2 separate regions of the Sus scrofa genome follow, and region 1 is linked to region 2. A link is a contact called in public HiChIP or PLAC-seq data. All regions are on one chromosome and are shown on one strand. Each heading gives the region's core, a stretch centred on a gene start, on an enhancer-like site or on the middle of the called end of the contact. The rest is flanking DNA. Distances are from core to core; before and after follow the strand shown. Region 1 overlaps EGLN3 (egl nine homolog 3). Region 2 has its middle 94 kb from the start of EGLN3.

Evidence for each region. HiChIP or PLAC-seq counts read pairs in DNA pulled down with a chosen protein or histone mark.
Region 1: a contact with region 2 is called in an H3K27ac HiChIP or PLAC-seq map of skeletal muscle. The contact joins two enhancer-like sites. A contact is called at or near these places in 2 of 2 datasets of contacts at active chromatin or transcription factors (alveolar macrophages and skeletal muscle).

Annotation. Positions count from the first base shown.
Region 1 is chr7:65,813,672-65,821,024 of Sscrofa11.1, reverse strand. All of the region lies in intron 1 of EGLN3 (egl nine homolog 3), which reads right to left. Among named protein-coding and RNA genes, the nearest start is that of EGLN3, 12 kb to the right of the region's middle. Within about 2 kb of position 1,549, at least 37 of the 83 cell types and tissues checked have an H3K27ac peak or open chromatin away from gene starts, as enhancers often do. A contact at or near this core is called in alveolar macrophages and skeletal muscle, where this site is marked.
Region 2 is chr7:65,708,182-65,714,566 of Sscrofa11.1, reverse strand. No RefSeq gene overlaps it. Among named protein-coding and RNA genes, the nearest start is that of EGLN3, 94 kb to the left of the region's middle. Within about 2 kb of position 4,781, at least 14 of the 83 cell types and tissues checked have an H3K27ac peak or open chromatin away from gene starts, as enhancers often do. A contact at or near this core is called in alveolar macrophages and skeletal muscle, where this site is marked.

The sequences.
Region 1 (7,353 bases), core at 300-2,799, 110 kb before region 2:
TCTAACTTCATCTAGATTGGCATAAAGAAATTAGTTGGAGATAATATAGGCACTTTAGACAAAAAAAACAAAACAAAACAAAACATGCAAACTGTCATTAGTTATCTTGGCAGATTGCTTGTTATCTAGTTAAAGACTGATATAATGAGATGAGGGAGAAATGGGAAAATATGTTTTTGGCGAGTGACAACATGAGCTGTGTCCAGCTACCATGTTCCCCTTCCCAAAGTCTCAGCTTCTGACCACACAGTTCAGAAGATTCAGAACATCAGATAGTCCGTATCTGTCAGGTAAGTAATTCTTTCAATGAACCCCAAGTTACTCACAAAAATGTCTACTGTTCTACTATTCTACTTCTGAGAACACTGAGAACTCCTTTTGCCTTCTTCATCTGCCCTAAGGCCACACTAAAAACTCCTTTCCCTGAACGCACATACCCAGAACTCTACTAAACACAATCTTACCTCCCAATTTGCAACAGTAATCATTATGCCCCCCATACCTGAAAATGAAAAATCAGAAGTGATAATCAACTCTCAGTTGCTTTGGCAAAATGGGCCTGCTAGTTCCTCCTGGTCAGGCAGGAGCAGCGTGCCTAGAAGGGCAGGGAATGTACCATATTCACTTGAAAACCTGTCCTCAAGTAGACTTTGGTCATCTGTGCCCCTCTTTACTATGAACTTGGCCTTAACTTTGAGATCATTCAAACAACCATCAACTACCAAGACTCTGGAGCCTTCACTCAGGGTTCTCAGCTCGGTTGATAACAGCATCTTGAGATTCTTACATTAAAGAGCTGGGCTCCGGCCCTCACCCTCAGAAATACATATACACACACCCAGGACCCTGCAGAGGATTCACAGGTCTGTAAGGTCAAACTGTGCTAGATCAAGATTCTATTCCAGGGGATCCTGCGCTTCGTGCATGAACTTGAGTGAATCACCCTGAACTTGAGTGATTTACACTTCCCCAAAAGCCACTCCAACTCTCAGAGGCCAGGAATTTAAAAGACTATTGTCATTCCTTTCTGATATGTGCTTAATTCTTCTTCTTGGAGGGGATTCAAGCAGAACCCTGCAATTAAGCACAGTAAACAGGCCCAGGAACATCGACACTGCAGTACAGGCTGTTTGGGTTTGGGAAGGCGGCCCTTCCCGATGAGGCCTGGCTCCCGGCCAGCGGGGTGACGGCTGAGTGACAGGGCTACGTGCGCTGCGTGAGGGTGGCAGCCAGCCCACACCCGAGCACACAGCCCGGCAGCCCGCGGAGGGAACCGGCACCGGGAGGGCCCTCCCCCGTCACTATCCCAGTCACCAGAGAAATGTTCTCAGGGCTTCCTTGCAATTACGAAATCCTCAAAAGTCAGCCGAGCCCTGGGTTAAGGACATTAAGACAGGCATTTAACCGTATCCACTCTAATACCTTCCCGCAAATGGTAACAACTGCAGTTTCTTGAAGACCCATTGCAGCCAGGTAGCACTCTAGGGTGACAGGTGACACGTTCGCTCATGGAATTTCCAGGTTCAGGGCAAGGTGAGCAACCATCTGCCCTGAGTCACACTGCCCACAAGTTTTCAGCAGAAGTCATTAACCCTGGAAGTTATCATACAGACCAAGAAGTTATCTCATTCCTATAGAAAAACAAACTCATGAGTAATCCTTAAGGCAACACAGGGATAGGGACTCAGAACATTTAACTTCCTTTGATGTGGGAAACAGTTTTATCAGGAAAAAATAATACTTTCCATGTGGCTCTCTAAAGGCTCTGAGCAGAATAGAGAGAATGTTTGTGACTGGAGAATGGTAGGAGAATTAAGTATGCCTGTCTTTAAATTCTCATCTGGAATGAATCCTAAAATAGTTGAAGGAATCCATGATAACTGTGTGATATACAAAAATATATAGTTACCAATCAAAACACATTAAAAAATGCAAAAAAAATGCAAAAAATAAAAATAAAAAAAAATAAAAAATAAAAAATGCCTTGAAGCAATGTTCTGAAGAAAAACCAGGAAACACTTACTTGCACATCCCGAAGAATTTGAAGAGTCTGAGTCTTAACTTGGGACATTGTAACTATGTTGGAAAACGGAAGTTAAGGAACTTTCTAGGAAACCAGATCTTAGGCTCACATTTGGATTTCAGCACTGAAATCCAAAAATATATCTGCTGAATGAAAGGAATGGCACACAGCAAGTCAGAGCTATGAAACTCAGGAGGCACATTTATTTACTGAACAAACAATGGTACATGCCTGACACTGTTCTGTGTGTTTCACAAACATTACCTCATTCAATATTCATAATGGCTTCATGAGAGGGAACAATTATCTCCACTTTACAGATGAGGAAACTGAGGCATGAGGAGGTTAGGGAACTTGCCAGCTAGTCTGGATGCAGAGAGTGAGGCCTTAATCATCAGGTCATGCTTTACTGGTGCAGCTTATCTGAGGTCTAATATTAACTGATTCACTTCATTTTTGAGGGAACTAAGAACTTCAGTTCTTGATCCTGCTGTATAGCACTGGGAACTATATCTAGTCACTTATGATGGAGCATGATAATGTGAGAAAAAAGAATGTATATATGTATGTGTGACTGGGTCACCTTGCTGTACAGTAGAAAATTGACAGAACACTGTAAACTAGCTATGATAGAAAAAAATAAAAATCATTAAAAAAAAAATACTTCAGTTCTTCTTGAAGTATTTGACTCCCTCTCTTCTTTGCCTATTACCCTTTCCATAATGGTAGAAAATTATAAGGGGCAAAAAAATATATATATGAAAAATGAGTGTGCTTGGTATTGAGTCTGTAAGGTAAAAGCTCCAGGGGGGTGGGGCGGGCCTGGGGACAGGGGGAGGTGGGGTGGGAGGGGTGGTATTTCAACAAAAGCGAGGAGCAAAGGAAACTCATTCAATCTCACAGCAAAACACCAGTTGCCCAAGTTGTCTGTGATTGATTGGTTATTCCCATTGCAGAGCAAGCTCAATCCCACTCTAAACTCTGAAGCCCCATATCTGCTTCGGGTGCAGTTGGTCAACCATCAGCCTATGTCTTTTCCCCCAGCTGTCCCCATCCAGGCTCTGTGGAAAGAAGTCAGAGTCTCCAGGACCTGTCCTTTTAGCCCAGGTTTTCAGGCTTTCTTAAAGTCAGAAGTACACAAGAGTGTATTTCCCTTGGGAAGACAAGGTAAACTCCAAGGGATCCCAGGGATGAGACATAATTTCCTTACTTAGGTTCAAAGCTTATTCAGGAAACTCTTTACTACTAACACACTAATTAGAATTCATGGAACTTTCTGATATCACATTCATTAGAATACACTGGATGCAGTCCCATGGTGGCTTACAGGTCAGGTGAGATCCAGAAGACCTCTCAGACTGGGGGTGGGAGGAAGCAAAAAGCGTGTCAGAGAGAAATGTAAAAGCTACTCTGGGGAGCAGCAAGGGAACTAGAAATAAAGGAGTACCTGGCTCTGGGTCTAGGGGGCAGTGATGGTTAACATAATTGTCCCCATGACCCTCCAAGATGGGGCTCCAACATAAGCCCCATTTTACAAACATAGAAATGGAGAGAGACAAAAATTTACGGGACATTATAAAACTAAGCATGGTCTTCCCACAACTAAACACTTTTTTCTAAAATAGCAAGAAAAAGTTGTTTATGAAAACAAGTGCACTTATTTCCAGAGAGACTATGAATAGCATTGTCCACGATAACACAATAAAGGATTCTTTGATGATTCTTGTGGTTTATCAAATACAGGCTCAAACCCTTAACTGGGAAATTCCCTGGTGGTTCAGTGGGTTAAGGATCCAATGTTGTCATTGCTGTGGCACGGAAACTTCTGAATGCTATGGGTGTGGTAAAAAACCAAAACCAACCAAACAAACAAAAAAACCCACAACAACCTTACCCGGCAAGTCAAAGCCTCCATGCCCAAGTAGGAGAAGGCAAGTACCGGCCTCTCTTCCAACTCTATCCGGTCGTACCTTTGATTCCAGTCAACCTGGATTTGTCAGCTTTCCTTCCAAGAGTCCCACAGCTCAGCCTTTTGGAGCCTCGTTCAGGCAGCCATCTCATTCTAGAGAGTCAAAAACCACCTTAGGCTTCTGTGTGGTATTCAGTTAGCACATAATAGGTGCTCAACACAGAGGGAATTATCTGTTCACAAGGCACTCTTTTCCAGTTTGTGCTCATCCTAAATCCCTACAATTCTTCCTCATACTCCTTGCTGAACAAGGTACAAGTAGGGGAGCCACACTATGCAGGCATTATTAACAAAGCTTGTTTCCCTCCATTCAGCACAACAGGGGAGAGAATCAGTTCCAAATTCCGCTCCAATTCTGGCTCTGGAAAATTAACTTTATTGGTAAACATAATAGTAAAATTGTGTGGTGTGGGGTTGTGTGTGTGTGTGTGTACACAATATGTTAATGTTTTTTCTCAAAAATTTCCCAAATAAACCAAGACACATGCATTTTTTTTTTTTTAGTTTTAGCAATTAATAAGCTCAACTGAGCGAATGCAGATTTTCTCACTAATAGAGGAATTATAGAAAGATAGAGCATCACCCCTACCTGGCCTCCTCATATTAATTTTATTCAGTGATTCTCAAAGTTTGGCATGTATGAGAATTGCCTAGAGGACTTCTGATTCACTGAATTTAGGGAGAAGCTCAAGAATATGCATTTATGACAAGATTTTAGGTGAGGCTGCTGCTGCTGGTCCAACAACCACACTTTGAGAATCCATAGCTCTTTGGGGGCAAGACCAAAAGTTTGTGCAACGCCACACCCTAAATGATAAAAGGTCAAGGGGAATTAGAATTAGTCAGCTGCACTAGTTAACCTGGGGAACAGGAGGTGGTGGGTAGAGCAGGAAGTGAGAGGAATTCCTATAGGGCAGTTTCTGGCACAGGCTTTGCAGCGTGATTCTTGAAACCAGCAGGAAGCATTCCAGTTGCAACCCTGCAGCATTGCTGAAGATTACAGTCATGCCAGTGAGCTGGGGTGTGACTGTGTCTAGACCCGGATCGCTTCTTCAGGAATCTAATCAGAGGCACTGAAAGCATCGATATGCCTTCACAAATGACATTTTGGTCTCAGTTTTCATTTAATTCCTTATCATCCTGGAGGTAGATATTTGCTATCGTACCCATGTTACAGACGAGGAAAGTGAGGTTCAGATAACCAGCTTGCCCAAGATCACAGTGAGATGAAAGAAAATGGAAAATGTCCATCCCAGTGCCTAGGATGGTGCTGACTAAATTAAATCCAAATATAAAAATAAAAATCAACCTCATTCCTAAAGAACTGCGGTCCTGAGACGCTGCCTGCCAGGTGCAGAGCGAGCACCAGAGGCCGGGGTCCTAGCCCCGTGGTCCTCGGCTTCTCCGAGTCAGACCTCTAAATACCAGCTGCCAGGATCCACTGTAACTGAGTACTTTCTAGGGTCGAGCATGGACTTTCAGAACCAAGGGAAAACCCTTTACAAAGCCCAAGTCCCTCCTTTGAGATGGTCCTTCGTAGCCTGTTAACCCTTAACATAATTAAAAAAGTTTAACCCTTTAACACCAAATTGGGGATCACATTGTAAAACTTTTCTTTTCTTTTTTTTTTTTTCTTTTTGGCCTAACAAAATATTTATAGCTTCCCTGACACCCTGACATCCTTAAAAAATCCAAGTTCCTTTTAAAGATGAAATTAAGTCAACAGTGAAGGACTGTCAGAGACACGAAAAGTATATATAACAAACTCAAGAGTCTCTGCCTTCAAAGAATTTATAAGTAAATGGGGGTCAGGGTAATCAGCCAAAGAAATAAACCTTCTGGGGTGGCCCACTACAAGCCACCCACAGAGTTCTAGGGAGCTGGAGGGAACTTCATGGACCAGGCTCTAACGTGGATTTTGAGGCAAGAGCGGGAAAGACGGTTTGCTGGGCAAATCAGTTTCTAGCACTTCAGGGATCCAGGGGGAAGGAAGGAAGGCCTTCGGTGGGAGATTAAATGTGGAAGGGTCAGATGGGGTCAGACACAGAAAGCCTTAAATGGCACGCTAAACTCACAGCGTGTACAGCAGACAATGGGGAGAGCACACGGTTGGGCTTTTTTCTTCAAAGCATGGAGACTGCATGATTAGCGATGGGTTTTACACTACTTAAAACACTGGCAAGAGCACAAGACAATGGATCACAGGGAGGACAAGAACCAAAGGCAGGGTAAAGTGGGTATCTTGAAAATACTTCCTTCCTCAAGGATTTGTACTATGAAAGAGAAATACAATTTAGATTAAAAAAAGGAAAAAAGGACTTGAGCTTCCACAGTGAAGTTACAAAAAAACCCTCAAAAGCCAAACCAACACACAATAGCCGAATTGTTCCTGCCTGAACCATCAATATTTAAACAAGTTCTGTTCTGATCAAATTAACCTGCAAAACAATATAAACAGGAAAGGATGTGTATACATGTATAACTGAATCACTTTGCTGTCCAGCAGAAATGATCACATTGTTAATCAAGTATATTTCAATGAAACTTCAAAAAAAATGAAAAAAACATTTTAAAAATAGGAAAGAAGACATTAAAAAAAAAAAAAAAAAAAAAAGATGCACAGCTAGCTTTGTGTGGGGCACTGAGATTTCCGAGTAATAGTCCCTCAGGTTTGACTAGACAGATGAGTAGCGCAGGGAGGGGTCGGGAAGGGAGCAGCACAGGCAGAATCTCTGTTCCCTGTGTCTAGAGAGCATAGAGCAAGCTCCCCCAAAAGGTTCAGACTCTTTAAAATGGTATATCTTTACTACTTCCAAACAATGCTCAAAAAGAGGAGCATTATCCTAGATACTTCAAAACAACTTCAAGTTCCCCTAATAGAACCCAAAAAGATGTCGCTGACACCTAGAACTGAACTTTTCAAGTTTTCTTCCCACTGGCAAATAATCAAGACTAGTATCAAATTCTTTGAATCTTTGTATCTTTCAATTTTTTAAATATGTTAATAGTATTTTGGCTTCATTTTGGAAAGAAAAATAACAGTTAATATGACATAGGTACATTTACTCCAGAACTTGAGAAACATTGAGAAACATTGATCATCTCCTAAAGAATCAAACATTGGTTTGACTAAAAATAGAACAACCATAGGACCCAGCAAGTCCACTCCTGGTTATATATCTGAAAAAAAAACAAAAACACTAACTCAAAAAAGATACATGCCTCCCAATGCTCATTAGCAGCATTATTTACAATAGCCAAGACATGGAAACAACCTAAATGTCCATTAACAGATGAATGGATAAAGATGTACATATACACACACACACATACACACACAAATGGAATAAAACTCAGCATA
Region 2 (6,385 bases), core at 3,532-6,031:
AGATCTGTCCCTTACATTCGTTTCTACAAAAACAATCCTCTCTCACCTAAATTACTGCACTACTCTGGCTGCTACAGACTGTCTCATTTCTGTCCTTACCTAGACACTATTTCCCAACTCACTGAAACTTTGTTCCCTGCTATAAAAGATGCTCCTGAACAAGTTTTCCAAGGACCTCCATAATTTACCTGCCACCCCTTTTCCCCATCTGTCCCTGGATACCTCCCAATCTTCCAGTTGTTACAAACAACCTTGTCTCTTTAAAGCATGCAAATACGTCTCACTGTTGCTCATACTACTTCCTCAGTACAGAATTTCTTTCAGTCCTTTCTCAGATGATTAACATGGAGTCCTGGATCAGAGACTGCCTCCTCACCTGGAAAATCTGTTTCCTCTTCATTTCCATGATTCTTTGCGATTTGGATATAAATATTGATACAGATTATTTTTTAAGAGTCGTTTACATGTCATGTCATCTTATGCCTTAGCCCATCCCCCCCTTCATTCCGTATATTATAATGCTGAGGCCCAGGGTCGGCATTCACTCCTTAGTTGCTCAGGGAATAGTTACTGAATTAAAACCAATTCCTAGAAAGAAAAGGCCAACACAACAGGTGAAACCAGGATAAGATTAGCTTCACAAGGCAGCATTGGGGTGGGGAGGAGATGGTCATTGAAAGAGCGATACAAGAGAAAAGTGTTGGAGGTGGGGGCCAAAGAGAGACCACCCCTTACTTCGGTAGTGAGGAAAAGGGAGGAGGTCCACCCCACCCCAAGTTTCCAGTTCCCTCAGGGATCCGCAAGCTCCATCTACAGAAAGAAGTCTGACTAAGCAATATCCCAATGCCTGTGCTGTAACAGAACAAATTTAACCCCGCCTTAGGGTTAAGAGTTAAGAAACCGACCCCAAGCACTGAGCTCACTGGGCCAAGCACACACCACATTCCCCAGAGATTTCCTTAAATGTGGTAACCCGATACTAAATCTTCCCTCTGTGTTGATGGCGTATTTAAACTGTGGTTCTTTCACTTGAAATCTTTTAAAAGAAAAAGCCTCAGGGGACTGCTGATGAGAGTAATTACAAGGAAAGCACACATCCTAAGCCAAAAGTTTCTTCGAAAACTTAAACATCAACCCAACTGAAGTGACTAAAAGCTGAGAAAGTGGTGAAGACAACGAATTATTTTTTAAAACTCGTTCAAATCTCCTTTGTTAAGCCCCTACCCTATTCATGGAAGCCACTGGATCCAGCTGTTACTTGTCACACAAGGTAGGAGGTGTGATCTTCACTTTGGAAATGAGGAAATTGAGATTCAGGAGGATGCATGTGAGAGTACATGCTTCTGAGCGAGCTAATAAGCTTCTGAGGAGAGACCATGTACAGTTAATCCCATACTGCCCTCCACGGCATCAAAGAATAGTTTGTGTTCAATAAGTACTTGCTGAGCCTCAAAATGAAGATTTCCCTTTTGTGGAAGACATACCCTTGGGAATTTTTCTGCTCTCCATAAGCCAGAAATCATCTCCTCCCGCCTCTGAATTGCCACGTGGAGCCCCCAGACTTCCACCCCCCCACCGATGCCATAATTGATGAGCGCCCCCAGTGGGCACGCTCCAATCTGCACCCTGCAGCTGCCGGGCCACGCCTCCCTCGGCGTTCCAGCCATTGAGTGAGGTGCTCACGTGGTGGAGTATGCCTCTGACCTTCAGCTTTGTTGGCTGATCTGCTCCATCACCTCACTGACTTTTACCCAGGCTGCACGAGAATATAGAGGATGGTCCTCCTCATACTTCCCTCTGGGATCAGACGAGCATCAGTGTGATGAGTCTCCCAGCTTCTTCCAGCTCCCTCATTTTTTAAATTACGCATGACCCCATCCCATAAAATCCTAGCATGTTTAATACTGTCTTGGTGTCTGCTTCTTGGAGGAATGGGGACTAACATCCCAGTTTCTGCTTTAATAAATAATAATTTTCATTCATTTCAGAATATTGAGTAAGCTCCTATTGATGCCTGGAATACAGTGGTGAATAAGAACAGCATTATTGATGCCCTTAAGGAGCTGGAGAATGAATCAAATAATTACAAAAATTAAAAGCACAAGGAGCTACGATGAGATGTAACAGGTTCCTGAGCTAATCTATGGGTTTGAGAGAGAACACCCTTAAGAAGAGTGAATTAAGATGAGACCTAAGGATGAGGAGTTAACCAGGCAAAGGGGTGGAGTATTTCAGGCTGATGGAACAGAAGGTGCAAAGGCTCTGAGGTGGTAGGAAGCTCAACAAACCAAAGGACGCAGAGGCAGAGAATGTGGAGCAATGAGATTGAAGGGGAAGGCACTGCCCATCTCAGAAGGCCCTGTGAGCCATCTTGGGAATTTGGAAGATTATTTCTCTTTCTAGAGTGAAAATTCTTTGAAAGCAAGTACCTGGTAGTGCCCCTCTTTGCCAGGTCTAGTATAATGTCTGGCTCAAAGTAAACACTCACTAAATATTTAAGGAATCAAAGTAATGTAAATCAATGAGGAAATAATTCAATGTTTGCGTTGTTATCTCTAACATCAAGGATGTAGCAAATTAGCTACAAATGTCAACCAGAAGAAGCTTCTGCGCCTCCACAAGCTGATAAGACCAATGATAACAATGAGAGGATGATCAAGCATCAGTCTAATCCTTGTGGAGGTGGAAACAAGGAGATGCCACAGCATCGGGCATGATGGCGAGTAGGAGCAAGCCCTGAATCAGGCTGCCTGGTTCAAATACTGGCATTGCCACTTCCAACCTAGGTGGCCTTGAGCGAGTTACCCAATGTCAACGCATCTCAGTGTCCTCACATGTAAGGCACAGTTGACCATACTACCTCGACTGGAGTGCTGGTGGGGGACCACGGGAAACCACTACGAAAAGCCCTTAGAAGGCTCCCTGGGGCATCACATGTGTTCAGTAAATGACACCAGTTGTTAGTATTCAAACATGGTTTTCTCTGCTGATATAAGAGAACAGGGAGCCTTCCCAAACCGGGGTGAGTTATCACAATCCATCTGTCATCAGAACCGAATGGGATCGGCATTTCCACTGTGGTTCAGTGGTAACGAACCCAACTAGTATCCATGAGGATGCAGATTCGATCCCTAGCCCCACTCAGTGGGTTAAGGATCCAGTGTTGCCGTGAGCTGTGGTGTAGGTTGCTGACATGGGTTGGATCTGACGTGGCTGTGACAGTGGCTGTGGCATAGGCCAACTATTGCAGCTCTGATTCAACCCCTAGCCTGGGAACTTCCATATGACGTGGGTGCGGCCCTTAAAAGACAAAAAATGAATTAAAAAATAAAAATAAATAAACCACGTGGGATTACTTCTGATGTAAGAGGCCAGTTTTGAGGACCAGCTAGGTGGGCTGCAGACCCTGGGGCCTGGCCAAGAGACCAGGCCCGGACATGCATTTTACTCAAACCCTGAATTCCACCTTAGTATTTAAATCTAGACCTGAACGTGAGACCAGACAACATGCCACTAACGTGTAAGGATATGCAATATACTCACCGAGCAGGCAGTGCTGCAGAAAGCACACGCTGCTTGCAGGCTTCCTGTTCTGGAGGGCAGAGGCTGTGCCTTTTGGCTCCATTTCAGAACAGCAAAAGGCAGCACTACGAGCAGATGCAGCTCAGTTCCTGCCTTCTGGGTTTGTTTTCCCATGTCCGACACTGCTGTGAGAGCCCAAGCTTAGAAGAAAATGCTTATGGAATCAAAAAGGATGAAAGGAGGAAAACTACCTGGCTCCCACCCCGGGCACAGTGTCCCAGCTGGCTCCGGCTGCCTTGGAATGGGGCAGGGTGCTTGGGATGTAATTGCTGGGCACAGATATGAGGCATGCAGGCCTACGTGCACAACAGCACACACCACCGGGCCAGGAGGGACTCTGTTTGGTGAGTGTCCATCTGATAACAACCCAGATCCTTGAGATGCCAGCTGCCTGCCAAGCTGGACATGTCCGTACAGTGGCACCCAGAGGTCTAGGAGACAGAACAAAGGACCTGTTATTGACTAGACCTGTATAAGCATGTCATCCTTACCAAAACAAGTCTTGGACCAGGCTGGCAGAGAGGCTGTATCCAGGCAACCTGGAGTCTAGAACAGAGCCTGTCAAATTCTAAAAATTCTGTGGAGTTCCCGCTGGGGCCTCAGTGGGTTAAGAAACTGACTAGTATCCATGAGGATACAGATTCAATTCCTGGCCCCACTCAGTGGCTTGACGATCTGGCGTTGCCGTGAGCTGTGGTGTAGATCACAGATGCAGCTCAGATCCAGCACTGCTGTGGCTGTGATGTAGGCTGGCAGCTGCCACTCCTCAAGCCTGGGAACTTCCATATGCAGCAGGTGTGGCCCTAAAAAGGGGGAAGGGGGGGGGCTCTCTGAGGGTCGTTTCAATGTCAGTGGATGAACCTGGGACTCTTGCTAGGATTTGGCACGTGTGTTTATAGCTTCCCAAGAGTATTCTTTTCTGTGCCTCCCACTGTTGCCAGGCCCTGAGAGTGCTGGCTGTCTTGGTACCCTCTTCTCTAGGCCACAGCTTCCCTCCAGGTCTGAAACCTTCCCTCTCCACATTCCATTAGGATATCATACTAATTATGGCCAACACATATTTACTGCTTACACTGGCCCCTTACTGCTCTAAATGCTTTACATATATTTTAGCTCATTTACTCATGGTAGCAACCCTATGAGATGTGTTCCATTATGTCCCCACTTAAGAGATGAGTAAACTAAGGGACAGAGTGGTTAAATAATTTACAAAAGAGTCACATGACTCATACAGTGGCAGAACCAGGAAGCAAGTCTGGGTAGTTTGGAGGCAGGGTCTCTGGGCTTATCCATTCTGCTGTATTTCCTCTCCCTCCAAGACCGATTTCTGACTGATCAAATATTTTTTAAAGGTATGATATTCCTAGGCCTATTCTTCCAGAAGAACTGCTCTCCAGTGCAGAGCTAGGATTCTATAACTTCCTCTTTTGTTTATAGTAAAATGTCGATAAATGAGGAAAAGCTAGGAAGGGAAGCTGCACTGCTTGAGAACTTGGTATCGGCAGTAAATCCTGAGAACTCTGGTGTTTGAGCCAAGTGAGTACTTGGGACAAGTTTCTCAGTTCATACAAGGTATGTCTTGATGTTTCTGGCTTAAAAGAGACCCATTATCCCAACTGGGGAAACTGGGGGCAGAGTTAGGAAAAGTAGCTACTGACTCGTGTTTGTTTACAGCACCACATCCCCACAGGGAAGAACAGCAGCCTCACAGATCGAAGCCCAGAGTCCAAATTGATGAGCTATTCCCAGGAATTCATCCCAGAAGGAGCCCCTTGTTGCCGTCACTGTGGAAATGAATGAAGGGCTCCAACACCACTGAGCGGGTGCTTAGCGCTCACAGAAAGCCTAGGACAGGGTTGTTGTTTTCCCCAGCTTGTAGATGAGGATGCTGGGACCCAGAGATCTGACACATTGTCCAATCTCAGTCCTGGTAAATCCAGGACTCCAACCTCATCGGGTTCCAAAGGAGGGAAGGACCGGGTGCCAGGCCAAACCCAATTTTTCCAGCATCCTGCCCTGACTCCTCAAACCCACATCAGTCCCTCTTTCTGAAACACCTGTATTACCTGTAATCTTTGCCATCATCTAGTGCTTACTAACAGTGTTTCATAGGGGGCCAATCTTGTTTGTTAACTTGGCTACAAATTGGAGGGTGGGGGTGCGCCCAAGTGACTGTGGGTTGAATTTTACTTAAGGTCGTTTCTGGGTATTTCAGAGCAGGAAAACTGGCAGAGGTAAAGACCTAGAACCATAGCCTGGTCTCCTGGGGCAGGGGACTCAGTCGCTTCCTCTTGAGAAGGTGCTAGCTTTAGCTGGAAATGGCTTTTGCATTAATCTTGTTCTCTTTTGTCAGTGTCTGTAAAACTTCATGCAATTGGGTCAAGACCTTGCAAAGCATCCCAACGTACGTAAAGTAGGTAACTGTGACTGCATTGTCACTAACTTGGGTTTGGCAAAGAGGAAAGGTAACTGTGTTTTTTATTTGTTTTTTGTTTTCCTTTTTATGGCCTTGCCCGAGACATATGGAAGTCCCCAGGCTAGGGGTTAAATCAGAATGGCAGTTGCTGGCCTATGCCACAGCCACAGCCACAGCCCCACCAGGTCCAAGCCAAGTTTGCAACCTACACCACAGCTCACAACAACACCTGATCCTTAACCCACTGAGCAAGGCCACGGATCGACTCCATATCCTCATAGACACTATGTTGGGTTCTTAACCCACTGAGCCACAACGGGAACTCCTAAGTTAGCTGCATTTTTTTATCCCTCTTTTGCTTTTCAGTTGGTAGCCCACCACCACTGC